Regions from separate parts of the Ovis aries genome. Here all the other regions are linked to region 3. A link is a contact called in public Hi-C data. All regions are on one chromosome and are shown on one strand. The core of a region is the stretch at or near the end of the contact, and the rest is flanking DNA. Distances in the headings are between cores, read along the strand shown. Region 1 overlaps DNAJB12 (DnaJ heat shock protein family (Hsp40) member B12). Region 2 overlaps ASCC1 (activating signal cointegrator 1 complex subunit 1). Region 3 holds the start of ASCC1 (activating signal cointegrator 1 complex subunit 1).

The links. A called contact is a pair of places that touch in the nucleus more often than the background predicts.
Region 1: a Hi-C map of hypothalamus shows a contact between it and region 3, with 3 times the contacts expected there. The contact joins the enhancer-like site here to the promoter of ASCC1 in region 3. A contact is called at or near these places in 10 of 16 Hi-C or Micro-C datasets (blood, hypothalamus, liver and 6 more).
Region 2: a contact with region 3 is called in a Hi-C map of skin fibroblasts, with 5 times the contacts expected there. The contact joins the enhancer-like site here to the promoter of ASCC1 in region 3. A contact is called at or near these places in 11 of 16 Hi-C or Micro-C datasets (blood, hypothalamus, liver and 6 more).

Annotation. Positions count from the first base shown.
Region 1 is chr25:27,603,743-27,608,257 of ARS-UI_Ramb_v3.0, forward strand. DNAJB12 (DnaJ heat shock protein family (Hsp40) member B12) reads right to left here. Exons shown (of 9, transcript XM_042241167.1): 4 at 4,315-4,500; 5 at 4,114-4,193; 6 at 2,926-3,035; 7 at 813-985; 8 at 169-266. Among named protein-coding and RNA genes, the nearest start is that of DNAJB12, 13 kb to the right of the region's middle. Within about 2 kb of position 1,894, at least 18 of the 54 cell types and tissues checked have an H3K27ac peak or open chromatin away from gene starts, as enhancers often do. A contact at or near this core is called in hypothalamus, where this site is marked.
Region 2 is chr25:27,430,568-27,435,162 of ARS-UI_Ramb_v3.0, forward strand. The region is part of intron 9 of ASCC1 (activating signal cointegrator 1 complex subunit 1); the gene reads right to left. Among named protein-coding and RNA genes, the nearest start is that of SPOCK2, 33 kb to the left of the region's middle. Within about 2 kb of position 1,839, at least 3 of the 54 cell types and tissues checked have an H3K27ac peak or open chromatin away from gene starts, as enhancers often do.
Region 3 is chr25:27,521,028-27,525,620 of ARS-UI_Ramb_v3.0, forward strand. It overlaps ASCC1 (activating signal cointegrator 1 complex subunit 1), which reads right to left and starts at 2,257. Exons shown (of 11, transcript XM_004021448.5): 1 at 2,189-2,257; 2 at 429-564. The coding sequence starts at 540. ANAPC16 (anaphase promoting complex subunit 16) reads left to right here and starts at 2,043. Exons shown (of 5, transcript XM_060406604.1): 1 at 2,043-2,120; 2 at 3,643-3,777.

The DNA.
Region 1 (4,515 bases), core at 644-3,143, 82 kb after region 3:
AACTGCACCGCGCGATCACTTGGCGCCCTCCCTCCCTCCTCATACCCTCCTCTGCCTCATGACCAAGACCAGAGCTGCCAGGAGTTGCCAGGCAGAGAAGGCCCTGGCTCATACTTGGACCTCGGCGGCACGGCTGGCCCAGGACTATCCATGCAGGGAGGCCTGCACCTCTGACAGTCGGCTGCAGCTTGGGGTTCCCATCTTCTGTGCTTTGTTGTACAGGTCTGTGTCACCAAAGTAGCGGGCCCGGTACAGCAAGCCTTCCTCTGCAAAGCAATGGGGCAAGTTGGGGTGTGCTTCTAAGGCTGCTACGATGTCAGCGTGGTCTGTGCAGGAGGGAAAGGGCAGTTACGGGCCCAGGGACAGGGGCAGAATCCCTTTAGGGTAGACCCCCGCTGGGGAGCAGGATAGAGGCCCCTTTTGATAGAGCACAGGTGAGGCCAGCCAAGGTGAGGACCTGTCATCCTGGGCAGACTGCCCCAGGGCCCCACAGATAGATCCAGATGTCCAATCAGCGAGTGGCCAGGAGATTTGCCCCAATTTCTCTCTACATAGTTACCTATGGCAGCCAAACAACAGGCTGATTGCAGTGATTTATAGGAAGCTGGAAGAAATCCCCAGGTGGCCCCTGGCTCCTAGCCCCAGGGAAACACAGGGGTGGTAGGTGGCTTTTGGCTGGGCCATGGCTGGCGCAGGGCAGGGCCAGGCGCTTGGCCCACAGATCACGGGGGAGCAGCGCCTTCTTCTTCCAAGCTCTCAGGCTTTGTGCACCCCACCCCCACCCCCACACATACAAACACACACAAACTTACTTTGCTGCTTCTCCTTCCAACAGTTGTTTCGAAGATTGGCAATATAATCGTCTTCCACATTCCGTTCAACCATTTTGAGGCTGGAGCCTGTGTACTCCTCAGAGAACGTGTCTGCCACATAGTAGACGACGTTCAGGTGGTCAGTGACTCGCTTGTGGACGTGGCCTACCGACCTGGCCAGAAACAGACCAAGCGCAAAGTGGGCGTGGATCCACAGACCCAAGGTATCGCCAGGGATGACTGGGGCCCGCAACAGAAGGTGCCACACAGGTCACGCGGTAGGGGCTAGAGCAGGAGCTCCCTGCTGCTCTAGAGAAAAGAAAGAGGCTCCCTCCTGTATGAGTGGCCCAGACCACGGCAAGGTGTGCCTCCAGCTCTCGGCTTACCACACTGCTGCCTGGGGCCTCTGGGGAGCAGCCCCTCTCTGGGAGGACCTGGTCAGGGAAGCAGGTTCCACCTGTGATGAGTTGTGTGACCTGAGCTCCCCGTGCTTCCATTCCCTTGTTCATCCCCTAAGCCAATCCTTGCTGAAGGCCTGCCCTCCTATCCAGGGGCTCCCAGTCCAGAGTGGAGAGGCTTAGGGACAAAATGACAGGAAGGATTCTAAGGCACTATATCCTTCCACCTCTTGGAATCTTCTAGCTCCAACTGCAGGCTCTGCAGGCTCAGGGCTTCCCAGGTGGCCCTAGTGGTAAAGAATCTGCCTGCCAATGCAGGAGACATGAGAGATGCAGGTTCAATCCTTCGGTCGGAAAGATCCCCTGAACGAGGAAATGGCAACCCACTCCAGTATTCTTGCTTGGAGAATCCCATGGAGAGAGGGGCCTGGCAGCCTATAGTCCATGGGGTTACAGAGTCAGACGTGACTGAAGTGACTTAGCATAACGCGTGCAGGCTCAGGGAAAAGCCTCTATGTGCTGATAGGAGTCAGTGGTTTGGTGAGGACAGCTTCTGTCTGCCCATTCCTGCCTCTCAGCTCTCTAGCTACAGAGAAAAAGGATGGCATCAGGACACAGAGTGCCTGTGCTGGCTGGTGTGGATCCAGTGGACCGACTCTGCCCCCTGCTGGCTCAGAGGGATCCTGCCAGGCTCCCAGGCTGAGCCTGGCCGCTAGGTGGGAGCACTGGGCTTCTAGCTCTATATCAGATACTTGGTCAGGTGCTGGAAATAAATGAGGGCAGCTGATGCCTTAAAAGGGCAAATAACTTGCCCAAGTTCACCATCGTGGTTGAGACCGTATATTCATTTGACAAATGTTAGCAAGCATTTCTCGGAGAAGGCAATGGCACCCACTCCAGTACTCTTGCCTGGAAAATCCCATGGACAGAGGAGCCTGGAAGGCTGCAGTCCACGGGGTGGGTAAGGGTCGGACACGACTGAGCGACTTCACTTTCACTTTTCACTTTCATGCATTGGAGAAGGAAATGGCAACCCACTCCAGTGTTCTTGCCTGGAGAATCCCAGGGACAGGGGAGCCTGTGGGCTGCCGTCTCTGGGGTCGCACAGAGTCGGACACGACTGAAGCGACTTAGCAGCAGCAGCAGCAGCAAGCATTTCTAACGAGCCTGGCATTTTATGTGTATAACTCATTTAATTATCACAAGCAGATATTCCCATTTTGTAGGTGAGGAAACAAAGGCTCAGAGAAGTTACATAACTAGTCCAGGGTCACAGAGCTGCTTAGTTAGTAGAGGAGCTGGGATTCAAAGCGACCCTTGCTCTGACTCTAGAGCCTCTGTTCTTCTCATGGTCTCAGGGCCCTCAAGCGGAATGGAAGAACAGAGGTTCCTGTTTCGAGGCCAGCAGTAAGATGGGGAGAGTGTCATGAAACCTGTGAAACCACACCCCAAACGGTGTGCACGCACAGCGTTCTAGGGAAAAGAGCCGCAGGTTTCACTGCGTTTTCTTAGGGGACTATGATCCTAAAAAGATCAAGAACCTCAGCTTAACAAGGTCTGTTTTCTTGATTCTAAGCAGCTTCTGCAATTTGATCAGGCACCTGCTGGAAGAGGATGGGAAGGAAGGCCCCTGGTCGGGGCTAAGACTCCAAAGCTCCTGCCCCACCCCACCGTGTACCCACAACCCTGGACTCACCCCAGCGGCAGGTACTCACGGTCTTAGGCTCAGACTGTAGGGTGGACTGGACACCATGAGCTGGCTGAGAGCTGACACGAGGATCAGGATGAGGATGGGCATCAGCTGGACAAACACCCCCAGCCCACCCTGGAGGGAAGAGCCAGTGGTCACCCAGGCTGAACCTGGTGGGGCGAAACGCTGGCAGCAAGCGCCAGAGTGGGGCCCAGGTGGTGGGAGCCTGTGCAGACAGGCCTCGATGCCTCTCTCTCCCAGTCCCTCCCATGGGCCCCCAAATACAGAAACCCCTCTACCTGCCAGTTTCCCCAAATAAAAACAAAGCAGCAACTGGGGTTAAACACTGGGGTGGGAGGTGGGTTTACGTATTTACTTGTGAGAGAATACAAAAAAAAGACGAGCAAAAGTGTCTGCCTTCAGAGGAATGGGAGGCAGGGCTTGAAGGAGGCTTTCTCTATATCTGCCTTTCTGAATTCTGAACCCTATGACTGTATTACCAATTTAAAAGTTGCCAGTTGAGAAATTACAAAATAAATTTGTTCAGTGTGTGATAATTTGTGATTTCAAAAAACTTCTGTATGTTAAATACACACAAAATAAAAGTTTAAAAAATGAATAAACAAAAACAGAAGGCCACATTATCAGAGCAAAAGAGAACCCTCTGCCTGGTATAATTTTAAATATTCTGCAACTGTCCACAGTATTTTAATCTTAGCTAACTGCTGTAATTTCAGTCAGCCACCTGTTCTTATAATCTGTGGCACTCAAAGGATGTTTGATGCATTGTCTTGTTACAGCTCTTTTATACATTTTTAAAGAATACTGAAGAGAAGCAAGAAGACCCACCCTTATGTTGTCATCCTTCACAGTTCTCTTGTGAAGTTTAACCTTCCATTGCTTGGTAAAATATCATTTTACCTTAAGAACATATAGACCTCACGAAGGCCGTTAACACTGGAACCTGCCTGGAAGTAGGGAGGTTTCTGCATTCCATTTCCCAGCAGAGGCCATCACACCCAACGCCCGCTGTGGGTGCTGTGGAGTGTGGCTCCCTCTGGTGTCCTTTAGTGGAATGGCAATGGGGGGACTGAGTTAGCTCCCCGGCTGAGTTGTGGGGTACTGCTGTCGCAGGATAGCAAGGTACTCCCCACTCCAGGCCTCACCCCCTTGGGTGAGGCACTCTCCCCGTACCCATCCCTTCCTCACTCACATCACCCTGGTTCTCCCTGCGGTCCTGCCTTTGATGGTACGTGTAGCGCATGCGGCCATTGCTGTAGACGTGGACGTTACCTGGGGGTCAGAGGGACTGAGTCAGGAGTGGGGCTGCTGGGAAGGGGAGCGAGGCTGGCATCCCATCTCCCACCATCACCACCAGGGAGGCCTGAACGTGGGGGAGAGCAGGGAAACTTACTAGATGGAAAGCCACCACCAAAAAACATGTTAAAGAGGTCTTCAGGGGAGATGTCGGCCTCAAAGCCGCGGTGGAAGTCCGCATGCCCGTGGCCGTGCCGGGCGGCCTGGCCCTTGTCATCACCGAACTGGTCATACTGCTTCCTTTTCTCTGGGTTGCTAAGTACCGCATATGCTGTGCCAATGGCTAGAAGCAAGAAAG
Region 2 (4,595 bases), core at 589-3,088, 91 kb before region 3:
CCTATTTTACATGATTGTCAAGAACAATGTGATTGCTTTCAATGAATGGATAAAATCTACTACAAAATATTAGTGTGTCCAAGCACAGTGAATTTAGTAAGTGTCCATGGTGTATAAGCATGAACAGCTCTAACAGAAAGTGGCATCTGCTTAGTGATTCTACTTAAATAAAATTAAAATTTCAAGTCACAGAAATATCAGATAGCAAAAATGACACCACAGCTGTGGTGGTAATGAGAGATAGCAACTTCTTTCTACATTCAATCTGCTGTTATTAATACTGATGTAATAGTGCAATGAAACATTTAGTGATAGATTTTCAAGGACAGGCTTTCTGAAAAAGGTAAGTTTGAGGAAAAAGTTCTAAAGACGAACCACAAGACTAAGAAGTAATTTTCAAGAACAGTATGTAATATGGCTTAGTATTGAACTGAATAATAAAAAACACAATATTTTCTTCCTCAGAAATAATATACTTTCTAAATGCTTGTCTTCCTTTGTATATTTTCTGATATAATTTCTTTTAATATATTCTTAAAAAAATCATGACTGAGTTCTCAATCTAATTTCTCTTCCTTTGAAAGAATAAAAATAAATTCCTTTTTTTCAATATGCTTCTAGTACTCCAAAACAAAGTAATCATTGAAAGCAAACCTCTTTACTAACAGTGTTTAGGAACTTAATTGTGCCTTTGTTACCTTAAGACAAACAGACCACAGAGTTGGCCAGCAACGGGCATGTGAGGCACATTCTGTTTTTTGACCTTGGTAGTAGTTATACTGTTCACTTTATGATTATTCGTTTAAAAGTACATATATGTTTGTGCACTTTTACCAAGAGAATAAATAGCATGCATTTTTAAACATCTTCCTTATAGAAACTTCCCTAAGTAAAAAAACTAAACAAAGCTCTCATTTAAATGTATTCATTCTACTGTCCTCTTAAATACTTTAAGAGCCAGAGATGGAAAAAGAGCAAAACTGAATGAAATACTTGAGTCACTCTTATTTACATCTTTCAAGAAAACTCTCAATGTAGCTAGCTAGATTTAAAACATTCTCAGGTAAAGTACTATTAAATATTAATATAGTAAAATACTGCCAATTCCCTCTTTCTCTAAATTTAAATATTCTTATATATAAAATGGAAATACATGTGCTTTTTACTTGGTTTATATGCTCTAGGATTTTTAAGTATCTAAAGAAATGGCACTTTTGTCCTTTGCTTTTAGACCTACAGTACATTCTGCTGCTGCTGCTGCTGCTGTTAAGGCACTTCAGTCGTGTCCAACTCTGTGTGACCCCATAGATGGCAGCCCACCAGGTTCCTCTGTCCCTGGGATTCTCCAGGCAAGAACACTGGAGTGGGTTACCATTTCTTTCTCCAATGCATGCATGCGTGCTAAGTCGCTTCCATCGTGTCCAACTCTGTGCGATCCCATGGACAGCAGCCCACCAGGCTTCTCTGTCCACAAGACTCTCCAGGCAAGAATACTGGAGTGGGTGGCCATTTCCTTCTCCAGCACTTTCTGTTCCTTCCCAAATATATTACTGTGTCTTTATTTGTACTGTGGAGAGTACAAGCTAGGGCTCTAATGTCTCCTCTTCACCTTGCATTTAGAAGCTATGCTTTTAAACAGTTACTACTGCACCCCTATTCAATCTGCTGAAAGCATAGTCTTGGAATACTGATTCAACTGCATAAGGGCATTTAATGGGTCCCCCAAACAAGACTGCCACTAAGACCACTTCTCCCTCCAGAAGCTGGCAGTCAATGACCATCCTACTTCTAGCTAGTGAGGGAGCAGTTATTTCCTGGCAGAATGTTTTTAGGTCAGCACGATTTCTCCATTTACAAGCTTATCAGTGTGTTACAGATAACCAAATCACATCTTTGCTCCTATCTCTTAGATGAGAAATGGAAACTCTGACAGGACACTATCCTATTAATGAGGCCAAGGTCGTCTTCACTCGCATGTACATCTTCCTTTCAGAGCCATCTGTCAGTCTTCCATAAAAAACTACCATTACTAAATACATTGTTTTTCTTGTTTGAAAAACACAAGGGAATGATTCTCTAGTTGTCAGTTCTTTCAAAGTCCTTCTTAGAATAGTAAAATTCTTATTTTGACTAGGAATAATCAGATACTAGTCTATAATAGCTGCAAGAATTCTCAAAAGAGCTATACAAAAGAAAAACATAGCTTCTACCTCCAAAAGTCATTGGAGATCTTTTTTTTTTTCTTTCTTATTAAGGCATCCAGAACACATATTGCACTGAGTCAAAAGGACCAATTCTCTTCATGGAGTAGAATAGCAATTGGCTGTTACTCATTAAATTCTTACAGCAATGAGCAATGACTCGCATTCTCGTTTTGTTTCTCTTTGAATAGCAGATGAAGTTGATTTTTTTCCAAGGCTGCTTCCCATCACCAGCATTCCTGATCCTTGACCTGTGTAGCTGTTAATATGCTGCACACATATACTTGGGCTCCTTAACAACCAATGCTGTTAACCTTTCTGTTTACTCCAAGTCAGTTCCTATCTTGTTAGTGAAAGTGATTTTTTTTTCCCTTTCTGAACATAATAATTTTATCTGGTACAAAAACTACATATATAATCCATCGGTTTTTTAAATCTCGATTGTTTTTTTTTGCAAGGGATTCAGGGGCCATGGGTTTTCATATTCTAATTGAGAAAGACTTGTAATTCCAAAAAAGTGCACTGCTACAGCTACTTTATAAATATAGCTATTGCCTCTTATATGTCTGGGGAGCAGTGTTGGATGCTACATTTTATCTTTATTCTCAAAGAAAAGTTAATTCCTTTGATTAAATATAAATGAAAGATTATATTTTCTGGAACTAATGATTAAAAAGTAACGTGTTGTATATTCTATCAAAAGATATTTTGTTACAACTACCTGTGTTCAAAGGACCTGTGTTCAAAGGTACTTCTCTTCCTCCATCTCATAATCTGCTACCATCATTTTATACTGTAATTACCTATTAATCTGCTATATCTCTCAGAGATAGGAAGCTCCTGGAAGGTAGGGACTGTATCATGACTGTTTTATCTGCAGAGCACATGGTCTGACAGATAGCACACAGTCAATAGTTCTGTTGGTCTTAGTATTACATTCACCTCAAAAGCCTAATTGTTAATTAGCCAGTTTTAGACTAACTGGCATACCCACTGCCCCAACATTTATGTCGTCAGATATTATCACATTTCAAACAGAGAGGCCCAATTTCAAGTATCTACTGATCTCTGCCTAAACACTGAGCATCTTTATAAAGAAGGTAGAAAAGCTAATTTGTGAGTTTTAAATATTTTTTTCTGATTTAAACTCTGCTACTATCTAGCAGCAACCTTTGGCAAGTCACTTTAACCATATTGGATCTTGCACCCTTAGAGAGTAAAATGAGGAACTGGATTAAATAGTTTGCAAGAACCTCATTGGGCCCAGTTGTAAAATCCCAATTAGGCATTACACAGTAAGGGTACAACTATTACAGCAAGCTTTGTCAACACTAGAGGGAGCTATGTCCATGTTATCATTGGGGTGGGTTAGAAAGATTCCCAAGTCAAGCATCTTTAAATGGTAAACTGACTTTCCAGAATGAGAGAAGTTAAATACCAAACAAGAGACCCATACTGTTCATACAGTCACTTCTCAGGCTACCTGTGATTACCTTCTTACAGATGTTAAAGTACCTCACCCTCAACTTGCATCAATATACCTTTTGGGCTTAATTGTAATTTCAAAGGAACTAAGTTAGCTTGAGTCATTCCAACAGATGTCTTTCCCCATTCCTCTAGCTTCTTTATCAAATTAACAGCAACAAAAAAAGCAAAATAATGAATGCTATTATTTTAAAAGCCTCAGGAAATGAGCTAGAGGAGGAAAGAGATTCATATCACAATAAAGCTGTGGCCTGGGAAAAAAGTTAACTGCAACTGAATTCATTAGCAAATTGCCACTCAAACTGAAGCTACCAGAGCTACTTTGAAAATAAAACTATTCAAAGAGAGGAAAGGTAAGGAAAAGAAGGAATCAACAAAGCTCTGTAATGTGGAAGCTGGAATGCCTGCCTTAAGAGAATGCTGCCATTGCTCTGCTAGGCTCTGCAATAAGAAGCTTGCAGCTGCTGAAGAGTGATGTCATTAATTAGAGGCAATGGGGTCACATTAGGCATTAGGCAAGAAATCTGTCAAGTGACAAGATAAAGGAATGGAGGAAAAAGAAAAAACATTTCTAAAGCTAGAGCTTGCTCTGAAGTTTTACTATTTACATCTTCTCCCTCCCAGCTCCAAAAAACACCCATGGCCTTGAAAATACATGACCCAAACCATTATAGAACAAGTAAAATGAAGAATCAAAAACCTTTCCTTTGATATCAACTTATGTTTCCCTTTTCCCAGAGGCACAATGGCATGTTAACCTGACAGAGAGGGCTTAAAACTGTGGATGTTACAGAATGTGGTCTGTGGGAGAAAGATAATGGAATCCTGAAGAACTCTTTTCATTTAAATTTCTTAGGTTAATTTAACACTCAGAAGCAAATCCTCAACAGTCAGAAATGGACCACCTAC
Region 3 (4,593 bases), core at 1,007-3,506:
ACAGCCACGATGGTTGTGTATTTGAAACTGCCTGAATATGACTGCAGAGAAGAAAAGAATTATGACACAACAACAACAGTTAATATTGGGCGTATGTTCATTTATTTCAACAATTTATAAAAACTAGTTCATAGCTTTACAGATAAAAGAACTTAATTTTGCCACAGACAATTGTTAATATTAATAGCTAACTAAAATTACCCCTTATTACATTTAAGCCTCTGCACAAAGATGAGACACAACTTAACTTATGAACTGAGAACACCTCCTCAAACAAACTCACCAGCCCACTCAGAATCAACAAGGGAGCTGTGAGAGGCCAAACAAGTCAAATTTCAGTGCTCTCACAGAAACACTGAAACAAAGATTGCTTATACAATATGGATAACATTGTACTTCTAATCTGACCAAAAAGCAACTAAGATTACCTTGGTAATAGTCATCATCTTCTTCTTCATGTTGATAAGTCTGTTCTTGGATGGGATTCTTCCTATAAACCCGTCCACCAATTTTTATAAGCTGGGGACGCAGAACTTCCATGATTATGTGGATCTTTACACAGGCCTACAAGGAGAGAACTGGGCATCAGTTTATAGTCCATGCTAAGCAAAAGCATTACTGTTTCCACGAGATTTCCCCTATCTAGAAGCTGTTTTAGTAAGTCAATTGCTGCATTTTCCACTACACTATTCCACTTCTGGCACACTCAAGACAGTAATTTGCAAACTATTCAGCATTCCTCAAAAAAAGTGATTATAAGATACTGAGCCTGTCCATGACTTTGGAAGAGAGACTAGAGGTCTCTTCATTACTTTAACCTAAAAGGAGTAAAATTCAACCTCTGTGCTTATCTGAACATTTGTGAAGTGTCTCACCCTCTTATCCAGTATGACAGTTAAGAGAATTAGGGATATGCCTGGTGTGCTGCGATTCATGGGGTCGCAAAGAGTTGGATACGACTGAGCAACTGAAATGAGCTGAACTGAACTGAACTGAATACATTTATCCTCAAGGGGAGGACAAAAAAATCCTTAACTACTTTTACAGGTGCTAGAAATACATACTCAACAATTAGATCCAGTTGCCTATTAAAACAAAGTTAAAATATGACTTATCCAACATGGTTCTTCAAACTAACACATTGCTGAGGGAAGGAATTCAGTTTCTATAGTCACTGCCAAAAACTGTACATCACTCTGGGAGAAACCAAGTTTCTAGTCACCACTTAATGAATTAACAATTTAGGAAGCAAAGCTTCTTAGGGGTAGCTCTGGTTACGTTTAACCAAGGTTCCTACCACTTATGGCACATGGTCTTGAAACCCAAAATAACTTAAGCGGTCCCCCTCCAAAAAGATCAATCCTTACTAAACACACTAATGCTCAATCTAACCTCAGGAAGTAAATCGCTTTCATTCATTGGTAATCTGCTTACAGAACCAATGAGTTAGTTTCGTCTTGTGAGAAACAACAATATACAAGATAAACAGACTTGAACATCGAAAGAGGAGGCATAACTAGCAATACTTTAATGACATTACACCCTAATACTCAATTCCCCAGGACCTCTCAAAGAAAAAAAAAAAAAAAGGCTCGCCACAAAAGTAGACGTCAGTGTCAAGGTAGGTCCTCAAACTGAGCTGTGGAAGAGAAGGTTGTCTCAGAGATAGCAAACCCTCCATCTGCCTTTCCTATAAGGCCCTGGGCTACAAGACTACTCAGGAGGAAGGATGGGGGAATAGCCAATTTAATCCTGCTCCGTGGTGGTTTGGAGAGACAGAGAGGAAAGCAGGCCTACAAGGTCCGGGAGCGAAGATGAAACCCTGAATCATAAAAGCGAGCAAAAATCAATCCCAGTACGTCAAAGCAAGCGAACAGAGAAGGACTCCGCGGTGGTAGGAAAACCGATGCAGTGAGAGCAGACGAAGGACCCACAAGGTCTCTCCCAGAACCGGGTCTCCGCGGCTCTCCGCCCCGGCCACGCCCACCACTGCACTGGCGCGCGCACGCCGCGGCCGCCGCGGGCTCCCTCCGCACGGGCGCGAGCACGCCGCCGCCTCGCCGTAGAAAACGCAGCCGCTGCAGTTGGGGGCGGGGCTGTAAAGTGCCAAACCAGCTGAGGTAAGTGGTCGAGGGCCCAGGGACCCTCGGGAGCTTGCTGGAAAGGGAGCTGATCCCTGGGATCCTACCTGAAGGGACTAGTAAAGTGGAGAAAGGAGGAGGAGGAACTGGAGCCTGCCGCAGTGGGCGTGTAAGAGGAAATTTCCTCAGGCCGCACGAGACAATTGCGCATGCGGGCCAAGCGGTGGCGCCTGCGCAGTGGGATGGCGCCAGTGGCGTCGCCCCCTGGAGACGGGGGAGGTGGGGTGAGATGGCGGTCTGGGTGGGTGTGGGGTCATGGCTTGGAGTTCGCTTGGGAACAGCTGACATTCTGACCCATCCCCTCTTCAGCCCCTTTCCACCCAAGCTGTTTTTAGCTGCAGCACCTTTTTGATTGGTAATCCAGCTATTTGGAATGATTTCTGATGATGGAGTTTAATGATTGCTTGTCTTTTTGATAAGGAGACTTTTTAAAAAGGATTCTTTTCAAGAATAAGCATGTATCTGCTAGGAAGGAAAGTGGTTTATGAATACGAGGGCATCCCTGCCATGCATGAGGTAAATGTGTTGATCATCCTGTCACTGAACACAGCCATGCAGTATCTCTGCTCTCCTGTAAGACTCTCTACTGCCAATAGTTCCAGCTTCCCTTATTGGGTCAAGTCCCAGCTTATTTCATCATTAGTATTTGAATATTCAACAAAATGTTACTGAGCACTTACCTTGGGCTTGGCAGCCTTATTGGAAAAACAGTTGTGTAAACAGATCTACAGAATGAGGGAGAAAAAACCAATCATGGACCAACCCTCCTGACATCAAACTTTTCTTATCCCCTGCTAACCCTGTGTTCTGTCATTTGTTCCTTATTCATTCAGGAAACACTAATCCAGGTTCTGTGCTAGGTCTTGAGAGTTGAAAGACAACAACTTCCCCTTTTCCTAAGCAAAGGGTTCTTCCTAAGATCATTAACCTTAAAATGAGAGAATGGGGTGCATTATCCCTCTTCTTGAGCATGCACTTTCCATTCTAAGAGACATTTGACATTGACACTCTGTGTCAAATGGAGAGAATTAAGACTTTTCCCATGAGTGTGTTGAAACATACTAAGTATGAAAAATTGGAATCTGCAGGGGAAAAAAAAAAGATTCAGGACTAAATATTCATTGGTAGTTTTGGATAGCTGTTGTTTACTGTGCCTATGAGTGTTCCAAATGCTTTAGTTATATTAACCTTCCTGACACCTCTGATGTAGGTACTATCATTATCTGCATTCTATAGATGAGACAGCTGAGGAGCAGAGAGGTGGAGTGATTTGTCCCGAATCAGACGGCAAGTAACAAAGCCAGGACGTGAACCTGGGCCAAGAGGCTTCAGAGTGAGCTCTTAATCAGTGTGCTGTTTCACCTCTCACAGGGTACATGTTGTTTAGTCGCTCTGTCATGTCTGACTCTTGGCGACCCTAGGGCTATAGCCCACTAGGCTCCTGTGTCCCCATGGGATCCCAGGCAGAAATACAGGAGTCGGTTTCCATTTCCTTCTCCAGGGGATCTTCCCAACCCAGGGATCGAGCCCATGTCTCCTGCATTGACAAGTGGATTCTTTACCACTGAGTCACCGGGGAAGCCCACATAGCACATGACAATGCAGTAAAGCCATTGCTTAAAAAATGGCACAACAAGTAAGCTGAAGTCTGTATGCCTGTGTGCAAACTGGGGGGATTGGATTAGACAGTCTTTAAGGAATCTTGTGGTTCCTGTGAAATGTCAACTCATTTAGCAAACATTTAAATCAACAGCTAGTTGGTATAAGCCAAGCATAATGTTTGGTCTTGGTGATCAGAATGCCTGCCTTTATAGAGCAGTTCCAAACTAGCATTTATTGTGAGTTTCACTTTAACTTTGGTTACCACCTGCTGGTAGCATTCAAAATTTAACCTAAATCTTTAAAGCTAAAAATTACTTCGGTAATCTTTCCATCTCAGCAGAAAACTGCTTATATGTGTTAAGTGAAAGTGAAGTCTCTCAGTCGTGTCCTACTCTTTGCCCCCCATGGACTGTAGCCCACCAAGCTCCCCTGTCCGTGGGGTTCTCCAGGCAAGAATACTGGAGTGGGTTGCCATTTCCTTCTCCAGGGGATCTTCCAGACCCAGGGATCGAACCCAGGTCTCCCACATTGCAGGCAGACACTTTAACCTCTGAGCCACACTCCAATTACTTTAATATGTGTTAAAGTTGTTGCTAATTCTGCACTCCACTTTTCAACCCTGGCTGTTCTATGTCTTGAATGATAGTTCTGAGTTTGAAAGAAGACTGTTCTTTTTATATAGAAAACATAAACCTTTTGGAATCTTCTGTAAATGTGTAGTGTAAGCTGCTATTTTGTTTTGAACTTTTTAAAGGAGACATATATTTGGTACAGATTTTCTCATTTACGTTTGGACCTTTTGATTTTTAAATTTGATATAGTATTAAACACTCACAGCCCCTCTAATTCC